Regions from separate parts of the Hordeum vulgare genome. Here region 1 is linked to region 2. A link is a contact called in public Hi-C data. All regions are on one chromosome and are shown on one strand. The core of a region is the stretch at or near the end of the contact, and the rest is flanking DNA. Distances in the headings are between cores, read along the strand shown.

Region 1 (5,883 bases), core at 36-2,535, 210 kb after region 2:
CCCCGGCTCCCCTTTCCTACCCTCACAATGCAAGGGAGAAGGAAGCCGTGGAGGAGGTTGGGGAGGGTGAGAATCCACGACCATGGGGAAAGACCAACTCCAAGAAGGAGGATAAGCGGGATGCAGCGTCGATCACCTTGATCGCAACTGTGAAGGGCATGATGACCAAGAAGGATTCAAGGGAGGAGAAGCGCCGACAAGACAAGGAAGAGCAAATGAACGCCTTCATGGAGATTCAAAGGAGGATGCTTGAGATGGAGGCGGAGAAGCAAACCAAGATGCTTGAGATGGAGGCGGAGGAGCAAGCCAAGATGCTAGAGATCGAGGCCGCCAATGCCGAGACCAAGGCGAAAGAAGTGGCACTCGCTAGCATGATGACGGGAGTGGAGATCATGAAGGTGGATCTCAACACCGTGTCGCCAAGGAAGAGGCCGTGGTTCGAGAAGATGCAGTCCGACATGCTCAAGTTCAACGATGAGTGATATCTATGGCGGCGAGCGCCATCCTTTTTGTATGTTGGCAAGTGTGCTCGCATGACCACGATCGTGATGGCGTGGTCGAACTCCCGTCCCTTTTTGTGTGCTCGCATGTATGTTAGTCGCTGGCAAACGCGCCAGCATGAACTGTGTGGTGTTTTCTGAAGCTGGCATTATATGTCGGCCGCTGGCATGGTGTCGACATGAACTTTGGGCGACGACATGATCGTAGGCTTGATCTACGACCGCGGGCCTTTTCAAATGTGTGTGCGGATATAAAATGGGTCGCGGGTGTTGGACGCACCGTCGATCCAAATCTTAAATTGTGCGGACACCAAGCGAATGACAGACCCAAACGGACAAAAAACGGACAAAATCGTCGTGTGTTTGGATCGGGGTGTTGCATTTGCTCTTAGGGCATGTACAATGCATAGTCTCACGATGATGCCTCGTATGTCATATCGGATTGGATGTCAGGAAAAGTATGTTCGAATAAAGAAGCGGGATCTTTGCACTAGGCGAGTGCTTGGAGAGAAAAAATGTGATCCGATGTAAAAAACTGAAAAAGTTAGAATGAAAAGTATAGATGCATGTGTATTAAAATCTTTATTTTTATTTTTTAATGAGTCACATTGCTGGTATCTTCAATATAAATACCTTAATCTACATTTTATTATAAAACATCTGTATCCATATAACATCATTGAACATGCTCTTACCATCGTGGATATCCCATGGCAAAATAATTGTTGTGGCAATGGAAAAGGTGTCGATAGAGCGAGACGCGTTCAACCGACGCGACCCGTACAACACAAAGCGCTGGCTCTCCTCCCTCGCGTCGCTTAAATACGACGCCGCAGGCCCCAACGCCTGGCCACTCTCTCCCCCCTTCTCTCTCGCGACCCCCTGTTTCCGCCCCCCTTCTCCGGCTCCGGCGCCGGCGAACCCACCGCGGATCGAGCGGTTCCTCCGATCAGGTGAGCGACCCCCGCCCCGGATCCACCCCATCTCCCTCCCTCCCTCCCTTCCTCCATTCGCGAGATCCGTCCGTCCTGGCGGTGGATCACGCCGAGCGGGTCGCCGGTTCGGTAGATCTCGTAGGGATCCATGCCCAATCCCGCACCGACGTGTCCTCGCCGCGCGCTGGATCCGCCCGCGGATCCCGTGCCCGGCGCGCAGATCGCGGGGCCGGGCGCATGGCGATCGGTGATCCCGCGGCCGTTCGGTTGGGGCCCGGATCTGGCGCGCCGCGTGTAGATCTAGCGAAATGGGACTCCGTCTGACCCGTGGGGATCGTGATTCTGTGTTGCAGGAGAGACAAACCGAGAGGAAGAGCACCTACGCGGGAGGAGAGGAGATGGGGCTCACGTTTACCAAGCTGTTCAGCCGCCTGTTCGCCAAGAAGGAGATGCGGATCCTGATGGTGGGTCTCGACGCAGCCGGAAAGACCACCATCCTCTACAAGCTCAAGCTCGGCGAGATCGTCACCACCATCCCCACCATCGGTGAGCACCGATCCCGCGCGCGCATCGCGTGATACATGCCTATTTATTTATACCAGTTTTTTTTCCTTATGTTGCGAATCTGTAGCGGAACATGCAAATGCTTGGCAATGTGATCCCGGCAGGTGCTATTTTCAGACACAAGTTTGGCCAAGAAAAAACAGCTACAGTATCAATTTGAAGCTACCAATGTTTAGGGAGTTTCTGTTCATTAGGATCTCTGTACAGGTCACGATTGGTGCACCTTTGTTCATAGAGATATATTTACAAAACTACACACAAGTCTCAGATTTACCAGTTGGTCCATATTTTTTAACCATGTGAACATAAGAAAATTGATCCTGAGCTAGATGTCCTTTTGTGAAGTTTTGGTTACTTTGGTATGGTCAAATTTCCCTTTAAACAAATGCCTATATGCTAACTGGAAGTCATTGATAGTAACAAACAAATGCCTATATGCCAACAGGAAGTCATTGATAGTAACGCTCACGCAGTTTTGGAGCATCCAGTGAGTAATTAAAAGCCACTACAACCAGCTAGCTACCCTATCTCAAAACACACCGAAGTTGACTGAATATTGCCTTTTTAAAATTGACCGCTTGCTTCGTATGTCATTGGATGATAGTATTTGCCAGTATAATATCCTCGTGTGCATTTTATGGATTGCGCTAAAAGGCAAGACTGTCTTGTTCTTTCATGCAAATTATGTTATATACTAAAGGTCAGATTTGGACGTTTGTTAATCTGCAACATGTTTTCTCTATTTTTCTCAAAAGTGTCTTGCCTCCAAATACAGGGTTCAATGTTGAAACTGTGGAGTACAAGAACATCAGCTTCACTGTCTGGGATGTCGGGGGTCAGGACAAGGTACATAGATAACGTACTCTGCACCATTGAACTGAATTATTTTGTACTCCACCTGCCATGGATCATGTACTAGTATCTCACAAATTTCTAATCTACTATGGAACAATATAGGCCCGTATATTCCTTATCTGAATTTGTCACACATCTTTTTGTTAAAATGGGGGCTAATGTTTAGCCATGTTTGTAAAAACAGATCAGGCCACTGTGGAGGCATTACTTCCAGAACACGCAGGGTCTCATCTTTGTTGTTGACAGCAACGATAGGGACCGTGTTGTTGAAGCAAGGGATGAGCTCCACAGGATGCTGAATGAGGTAAATTCTTACACTCTACAACGGGTCCCATCTTCAATACTTGTTGTACTTTGTCCTGGTGATTTTGAGTGCTCACAGTTCACATGTTCACTGGCTGCAGGATGAGTTACGTGATGCTGTGCTGCTTGTGTTTGCTAACAAGCAAGATCTTCCAAATGCCATGAATGCTGCTGAGATCACTGATAAGCTTGGCCTGCACTCCCTTCGCCAGCGACACTGGTAGCCATACGCAGACTTCCCTTGCTTGTCTTTTCTGTATTTTAAGATAGATATGACTGTCATCCTTGTGTCATTATAACTGGCTCAATCCCCCCCAACTAACCCATATAATTTCTTGTTTGTGTGAAGAAGATGAAATTCCTGTCTGCCATTTGGCTTGGTAATGCATATTGCTTTGGTAATACAGCAGACAACTTGATGAATTGCTGTTCTTGTTTGCAGGTACATCCAGAGCACTTGTGCTACAACAGGGGAGGGACTGTATGAAGGCCTGGACTGGCTGTCCAGCAACATTGCCAACAAGGTATGCCTAGATTTTCCTTGTCAGCGGACTGCAAAACATCCTCTTCTCCATGTGCAAAATTAATGACAGGCTTCTTTGTCGGTCTATTAATCTCGTCCATTTTAACGTGTGCTTGCAGTCCTAAATTTTCGTCAAGATTTTGAAAGAGCTAGGAGCGCTTTGGATGGATGATTCAATCACCGGGTACCTAGGGATTGTGTTGGGATGGGATGGTGCTATGCTATTCCCGTATGTACTGTGTATTTTCCTGAGATCAACAGTTACCGAGCTCCGGCTGTGGTTTCACTGTCATACTATTGTTTTATTGTATTTTGAGCCCTAAGATGTTTCTGAAGTAAACAGCTAAAGAGAGTCCTGTTCAATTTCGTAATAAGTGTTCAAGCATCTATCTGTCTATCTATCTATGCATGTATATATTCAGCACCGCTCCACTTTTATTTGCGCATTTGTTTATAGCACTCGGCTGGGCGAACACAATGTTGTAAGTGCGGTCTTCTTCAACCTCACACTCACACCACACCATGCCACAGGTGATGGCCATGGTGGTGGGGCTGATGAATGCGCTCCCTGGAGTGAGATGGTAGACCTTGGCGAAGTAGTATGATATGCGTTTCACGTTACTTTGATCAGGAAATGCATGGAGCTGCTCAAAGGCAAACCTCAGAAAGAGCAGATCACATGGCAAGGCGAGAAAAGGTCCCTTGTGTGAGCAATATGACAACCTCACGTCGCCTGTCTGTCATTACAACTCCAAGGTTCTCACCTAAGTCGGCATACAAAGTTCATACTGATTTCATAGCACTGGGAAAGGATAATCAGGTGCGGATTGGAAGGAGAAAGTTAGGATAATATAACTCTTGGCGTACAGCACTCCCACAGCATTGGATGTAGCGGAACATTACCCTTGGCGTACAAATGTCGCAAGGCGGCGGTGTGGAACTTGATAATATAACTTCGAGGAAGATTCAAGCTTACCGTGTGACCGATCTCCACCTGGATTACTTGCCGGAGCAAACGAGGATGCACACCTTGTGCCTGTTATGGAGCTTCATCTGAAACTAGAGGTGATGGGGCCTGGGCTGCATTGCTGAGGGGTCTGCCTTTTTGCAGCAGCGGATAAGATTTTGGCATGGGTAGTCTGGACCGTCTTACTCTGGAATCTAACATTTGCTGGATAGTCATGGTGCTAGGGCTGTGGTCGAAGGCCATTTCTGCGTGACTTTCAAACTACTCCCTCGCTGTAGCCAACGATTCCATCGATACCACTACTTAATGGAATGCGGAATTACACCTCGACAAAAGGCCATCACTCAACACCAAGTGGGATAGATGCCGGAGGCGGGAGCACTGATAACCGAAGGGGTCCCTGATCATAGTAACGAATTTTGCAACCCAGCGTGCAAGATTTACATCGACTGCTAATGGCACGATGACTACATCAGTTTTACACACGTTAATGGCAGCCAGAGTTCTACCCCTCCGAATCACAGAGTGATTCCTAGCTTCTACTGGAGAACAGCATGAGCCACCCAACACAACAAAATTTGCAGCTCTCCCCAGCTTGGGATGCAACACGAACCAGCAGGACCTACTAGCCTCTTCCATCTTGTAATGTAAGTTGAATCATTCTTCCGAGATCTCTTCTTCGTCTGCAGCTGATATCAGTGAAGCTGACTGGATCTTCCCAGCATGCTCCAGCCTCATCAGAATTACTCCCCTGTGGCACACCAAGCAGAGCAATTAGTGTCAAGTGTAATTAGTGATCTAAAACATATGGAGGTAATGAGGTAAACACAAAGTGTCGAGCGCAGAGCATGAGGTAGACACAACTAGAGGTAACGTTTGACAATAGACCTTCAAGGGAGCGCGAGAAGAACTTGAATACTACAGAGCTTGAAACAAGGAACATCTGGGCTTTGAAATACTAGGCAGAAGCATTAAGATTGCATTATAAACGTAGAGAGAGAAACAGAGAGGGAGTATTACTTTGCCCCACGACCCTGGATGGATACATCTTTGACCTTGATTCTGTTTATAGTGCCACCATGGCTAACTAAAACAACCTGCTCGTCACTTGCATCGTCATCTGTCATTAGATTCGTACACACAAAAAATGAACATGTTAAAACAAATCTTATCTGTGGTTAGGCAACAAAAAAGGACTGCAGCAGAAGTTACCAGTCGGTTCCCCGACGACAAACA
Region 2 (6,570 bases), core at 1,288-3,787:
TTAAGCACCTCTTACCCCGAAAACCACGTGCTTGTTGTCTAGCCATTCACACTTTGCACAAGTTAAAAAGAACTGCAAAGCAGATGGTAGAAAATAAGATTTCGTTATTCTAGAAGATATATACAGTAAAATCTAACTGGAAAATATGTGAAAGGAGATTGGTGGTATAGACAAGAAAGGGCAAGTCCAGATATGAGCAGATAAGAACAACACCACTATAACATCACAACAAATTGGTAACATAGCACACATTCAGATCATGCTGAAATGAAAAGAAATAATAGTTTAAAAGATGAAAGTACCTGAGATCCATTAGAGTTAGCTCCACTGTTCGCCTGAAAAATAAATTAACATACATTTAGATCCATATAAGATGGGATTTAATAAAATATTTCTTAAACAAATTAATGAATATCCCTTATCATTGTGCAACACACTGCTGAGAAAAGAAAACGAAACACTAGTAGCCATTTAAACTAAAACAGAACTATTCTAGTGTAAAACCAGCTAAATAGTAAGCCCAAGGTGGATGCTTCTTTTTAAGTAACCATGAGAAAAAGGCACCCACGAGGATTAAGAAATCAATACTCCATAAAAGAGATCTGGAAACACATCACCATTCACCATGAATTAAAATAATGCATTGCCATGAGATTGCCCCAGTCCGTTTTGATGTAGGTCAAACCTAACCTAGCCTACTACAAATGTTGAAAGTGACCACCTAAAATGCCAAATTTAGATCATTCACTTTATATTGTGCACCGTATCTCAATAATTATGTACACCATTTGAAGGCCGCCATAATAAAAGAGGTTTGCTAATTTGAGCATATATTCTGGTCACTCAGTGAGCAGAAGTCCCATACAGAAGGAGAAGGTACATCAGAGACCTGATAAAAAAGGAAAATATACAAAATACATGGAGTGGAAGGAAATTTTATACAAACATAACTAAGACATTAGGCCAAGCAGTAGATCTCTTGCAAATGAACATGGCATTAGCAAAGTAACATCTGACAATAGTTTCAATTAGGAAAATGAGATAGAGAGAAGAATACCATGGAGAGCAGGCCAGGACCAGTATGCTTCGCAATGAAATTTTCATCATCAAATTTGGTACCATATATTGATATGCATCCACTACCATCACCCTACAGGACATGAAGGAACTTTAGTTTACACCAAACAAACCCTACAGGACATGAAGGAACTTTAGTTTACACCAAACAAACCCTACAGGACATGAAGGAACTTTAGTTTACACCAAACAAACCCTACAGGACATGAAGGAACTTTAGTTTACACCAAACAAACCCTACAGGACATGAAGGAACTTTAGTTTACACCAAACAAACCCTTCAGTTCTGAGCACAAATTACTCAGGAACAGTTGGTCACTCAAAACTAAATTGTAATAAGCCATAGAGGCTCAAAGCAAGATGCACCATTTTACCAAATAATTCAATAGCTCAAGTCAAGTTGCATCAATGCACATAAATGCCACAGTCCAAAACAGCATGCCTAAAAGATTATGTTAATTTATGTTGTTGATGCATTGAGCAACAGTATGGCACAAACCTTTACGAAGTCACCTCCCTGAATCATGAAATCTTTGATCACTCGATGGAACTGACAACCCTTATACCCCTGTGGAATAGCTGACTTCCTGCAATCAGCATGTTGAAATTAAGCATAGCTGCACACCAAATAAAGCTACTAATGCAAGTATGCAACCATCCAAAATTGCAGACTTGCAGTTGCCAGTTATTGTTTTATTTACAGTGTCCTGAATGAAGCAAATAACAACCACTGCCCGCTAAGAAAAGGAACAGTCAAACTGTTTATGTTCGCACCTATGTGATGACTATCAATGTAAGAAGTACTAATTACATATTTAAAAAAACATTCAATCAAATGTGCAAAAGGAGAAAGCATTCAACAAAGTTACCCATGATACACACAAACACAAACTTAAGCAACACTCACACAAGGAAGGTAAATGTTCAAGTCAGAAAGGAATTCAGGGTTGCAGAATTAGCCTCAGAAATAAGCATACTATCGGCAATCACGATAACCAATCGCCGGGCATACATCTAATTCTCACCTGTACTCGCCAGTGCAGAACTGCCTGCAACAAAAAGAACAAACAGAGCAGAGATCCGTCAGCAGCAGAAGCGATAAATCAAACGGAACCTAGGGTTTAAGGGTGGGGCGGCGAGGGCGCGGCTACCTGAAGTTCTCGGCGGTCTTGGGGACGAGGTCGGCGAAGAGCTCCATCTTGATGCGGCCGGCCGGGATGGAGCCGATGGTCACGTCGAAGAACACCACCGGGTTCTTCGGGTTCGGCGGCCGCTGGTGCCACTCCACCGACGCCGGCGCCGGGGCCGGCGGCGTAGGCCCCGCGGAGATGGCTGACGCCATGCCTGTCGGCGCTCGAGGTAAGGTCGTGGAAGCTTCTGGAAGGTTCGGGAGCCGAGGGGGGGCAAAAGAAGCCTCGAGTTCGAGAGGGAGAGGCCGGCGGCGCGCTAGGAGGACGGAGGCGGGCCAATATGCGCCAAGATTCGTGCCAGAGAGACGAGCGTCCCGAACGTTCGAGACACGTCGGCTAAGATCCGTCTCACCGCCATGTGGGCCCGGAGTCGGTCACCGGGGCCACGCGTCAGCCGGCTATCCGTTCCGAAGTCGGTAAGAAAGGTATCTCCACCCTTAATAAGGAGGAGAGGAGAGGAGGAAAGAAGCTACCCCCAAATCGATTTGGAGTTTTCGACCAGACACCAACCGAGCCCCCAACCAGACCGAAACCAAACCCTAGGCGGCGGCGGCGGCGGAGATGGCGGCGGCGAGCTTGAGGAAGGGGAACGCGAGGCTGCCGCCGGAGGTGAACAGGGCGCTGTTCGTGCGGAACCTGCCGTTCAACATCTCGAGCGAGGAGATGTACGACATCTTCGGCAAGTACGGGGCCATCCGGCAGATCCGGCTGGGCAACGCCAAGGACACGCGGGGGACGGCGTACGTGGTGTACGAGGACATCTACGACGCCAAGAACGCCGTCGACCACCTCTCGGGCTTCAACGTCGCCAACCGCTACCTCATCGTGCTCTACTCGCAGCTCAACAAGATGTCCAAGAAGACGGACATCAAGAAGAAGGAGGACGAGATCACCAGGCTCCAGGAGAAGTACGGCATCGGATCCAAGACCCCCTCCGCCAACGACGCCTGATCCTACCCAGCAGATGTGCTGCTCCGTGTTTAGTTTAGAAATCGTCGACAGAAACTGTCTGTAATCTGTGCTTGGCCGCGGTATGTTTTGTTTGCGGTGGTTCGGTATCGATGATGAACCTGATTCGATTGATAGCATTTGTCCTGTGTTTTGATGTAACTTGAATTTGGTACTTCAATTAGTAAGTAGTAATATCTATGCTGTGGATGTCAATGATCCTAGTGTTCGCTTGGAATTTTTGATATGCGCATGATTGTTCAGATACATGGAGCACCTGAATTCTATTTAGACAACCAAATTTGTGGTATAGCGAGGGTCTGTGTTGCTTGATGATACAAATTACAGTGGATGTCAGTGATCTGTTAAAGAGGGGTGTATCCAGTGTAGCCTCTTTGTTAATGCTCATGCTATGTGATTTTACTTTATGGTTTGCTAGTGCTGATTGTGCTATGCAAACTTGCTGCTATGTAGTACTTCCTCTGCTCCTAAATATTTGTCTTTTTAATATTTAGGAACGGACGGAGTATTAGGGCCTCTTTGATTCGTAGGATTCTCAAAATGCAGGAATAGAAAAAACATAGGAATAGAGTGGCACGTCCTTTTCTACACTACAGAATTTGGAAGTGTGTTTGATAGCATAGGAAAAACAATTTTTTTTTACAAAGAGGTTTGAGTGGATGAAAATTTTCCTTCAAAATGTAGTACAAATGAATCCTATGAAAAAATTCCAAAGGATTTCAATCCTACGAATCAAACGGCCATCGTAGGAAAAAATCTTAAGGATCCAAATTCTCAAAAATTCAATGAAATTCCTTTGTATCAAAGGAGCCCTAAGTGTTTTCATGGGTTTCTTAAGCGATATGTCTGGTCTAGTTCAAGCCCACTTTCCTCTAGCTATTTGGATCTGTCATGTTCATTGTGGGATGGCCGTTTCTTAAATTTACAGAGTATGATCTTGGGGTATGCTTGAACTTGTGTATTTGGGGAATTGTACTGTCTATTTGGTTTGTGTAAAGAGGCCTGATCCCAATTTGCTTGAATAGAATAGATGTCTACTAGATTTTCTGAGGTTGGTAAACATAGCATGTTTGCCTCCAAAAATCACACATGTACATTTCATAGTTTGTTTGCCTGAGAGTGCTAACGGGAGTTTTGGCTATCACTATAGTTTCAGAAGATGAAAAGAGTTTCTGTTGTTTAAGTTCTTCAACAACAGAAAATGGGCATTTATTTCAACAACAAAAGAGAGAGAGGGAAATACACAACATAGTCCTCTTTCTTTAGGTTTCAGCAACTCTTGATGCAACATACAGGTGGCACACACTGGTATTATTAGCAATCCAGCGAGAATAAGATGAACATATTCAGCAAGATGGGCCAGGAGAGTTAAGTCGAAGCGGCTCTGTTTGAATCAAACATATCAAGGGATAGAGTAAAGTGTATGCCAATATTATTCCATGAAACGAACAGTTTAACCAATGACATCGGATACACGATTATATTCTATTTTCGTTACAGGAATTCCTCAACTGGAAACTCCACTTGATATCAAAACAGCGACTAGCTAGTATTCATCATCTGTTTACTTGTCGCCATTCTTGAACACGGCAGCTAGACCCAGCGGCCAGTTGAATTTCGTTGACATGTCCTGCCTGGCCGCCTTGGAAGCCCTACAGTACAAAGCAAAGATGAGACCATCAAGTGTAATAGGATAGTCCTACTGAACATATGGTTAACCAATAAGAAGAATTCAGGACATGGAACCAAAAGGAGAAGCGTATCGCGTATTATTCTACAACCTAAAGAAACTATTAGCAAAGGCAGTCTGTGGTGACCCCAGCTGTTCTGTTTTGACTGAAGTTTCGCTCTCGTTGGACCTTATTCACATTTCAACTTCGTATGGAGATCATCATACCATATACTCCCTCCGTCCCAAAATTCTTGTCTTAGGTTTGTCTAGAAATGGATGTATCAAAATACTAAAACATGACTAGATACATTCATATCTAAACAAATCAAAGACACGAATTTTGGGACGGAGGGAGTACTTGACAAATGCAGTGCAGCATAAAAGTAACACCCAAGGATAGGTACAGGTACATTGGAATAACCATGCTAACTGCAAAGAATGCATTTAACATTGAAATCACCAAGTAAAGGCCACAGGCAAATATGCAATGAGATACATAGGTAAATAGGTTCACAATAGAGACTCCTGAACATTGCAAATGGGGATCTCTTGTAAGTCAACAAGTGTAGCTTAACCGGTAAAGAGGCTACACTGGAATGCCTATTTTACTGTAATCAGTTTGAAAAGTTTAAACAGCAACTTGACAAACCAAGGAGATTGAAGTGATGCCCGTAGCTTCTTCAAGATGCGCAGGGCAGGAGCAGCCTATCAAGTGATCAAGCAGTCCGGTGGATCACATGCCATCCATGCTGAAACCATTGGCCGAGTGCATTTTTTATCGGCTAGGATTGCCTTGTATATAGAGGTTAGCCATTCTTGGTAGTGCAAAATGCTAGAAATGGTCTGTCGGGCTGTATTTGTGCTAGTGTAATCTAGACATACAAGCACATGATCCAGATGCAAGGTTACTGACCAATAAATAGGCCTCAAGAGTTGTTCACCTGGATATCAAACATGGATGCTCACAATTACGCCTCTCTATGAACCAGGATCAAGGATCAATCCCATCAATACATCTAACCAACAACCTTAATTTGTCCTACGAATCACGAGCACACGCGACACGACCGACAAATCTCAATCTAGTGGGGTGATTTTAGAACCTAGCGCGCGCTGCTCCGGCGGGGACAGTTAATAAAGAGAAAACATGCCGCGGGGAGGGAGGGGGGAGGGGTCATTCTTACTCGGCGAACGCGGCGGCGGAGGCGGAGGCGGGCGGCGGCGGGGGCGGGAGGCAGGCGGCGATGGTGGAGAAGCCCTGGCGCTGCTTGTGCTTCTGGTTGGAGGTGCAGTGGATGAAGACGATGCCCCGGCGCTTCACCACCTTGCAGAAGCTGCACAACCGCTTCACCGATGCGCGGACCTTCATCTTCCTCTTCTTCCTCTTCCTCCTCGCACGAGCTTCCCCGATCCGATTCCAAGCAGAGCGTGTCCGCTCCTCGTTCTCGTGTTGGTGGGTGGACTAGGGTTGCGTTCCGAGCTGGAGCCCTCGATGGGCCGGCTGGGTATTACAGGCCCAGGCCCAGGCCCGTCCACAGAATCTTCTATTTCTAAGTAGCTATAACCCACTAACTATTCTTTTTCTGGATTTAAAAAACAAAATCTAGACTAAAAAAACTACCTATCTTTTCTCCGTCCTAGTTTTTCTAGTGTAGTGTCCAA

What was found. A called contact is a pair of places that touch in the nucleus more often than the background predicts.
Region 1: a contact with region 2 is called in a Hi-C map of seedling, with 2.3 times the contacts expected there. The contact joins the promoter of LOC123452946 here to the promoter of LOC123452941 in region 2. A contact is called at or near these places in 2 of 6 Hi-C or Micro-C datasets (leaf and seedling).

Annotation. Positions count from the first base shown.
Region 1 is chr5H:559,200,020-559,205,902 of MorexV3_pseudomolecules_assembly, forward strand. It overlaps LOC123452946 (ADP-ribosylation factor), which reads left to right and starts at 1,286. Exons shown (of 7, transcript XM_045129692.1): 1 at 1,286-1,453; 2 at 1,789-1,981; 3 at 2,775-2,845; 4 at 3,039-3,158; 5 at 3,259-3,377; 6 at 3,600-3,681; 7 at 3,800-4,067. The coding sequence starts at 1,834. The coding sequence ends at 3,805. It overlaps LOC123452945 (probable DNA gyrase subunit A, chloroplastic/mitochondrial), which reads right to left. Exons shown (of 27, transcript XM_045129691.1): 25 at 5,860-5,883; 26 at 5,668-5,767; 27 at 5,033-5,398. The coding sequence ends at 5,305.
Region 2 is chr5H:558,985,348-558,991,917 of MorexV3_pseudomolecules_assembly, forward strand. It overlaps LOC123452941 (peptidyl-prolyl cis-trans isomerase CYP22), which reads right to left and starts at 2,538. Exons shown (of 7, transcript XM_045129686.1): 1 at 2,229-2,538; 2 at 2,103-2,126; 3 at 1,577-1,664; 4 at 1,058-1,150; 5 at 303-335; 6 at 16-72. The coding sequence starts at 2,419. LOC123452942 (splicing factor 3B subunit 6-like protein) reads left to right here and starts at 2,728. Exons shown (of 1, transcript XM_045129687.1): 1 at 2,728-3,431. The coding sequence starts at 2,829. The coding sequence ends at 3,218. It overlaps LOC123452943, which reads right to left and starts at 6,368. Exons shown (of 2, transcript XM_045129688.1): 1 at 6,093-6,368; 2 at 4,605-4,888. The coding sequence starts at 6,277. The coding sequence ends at 4,801.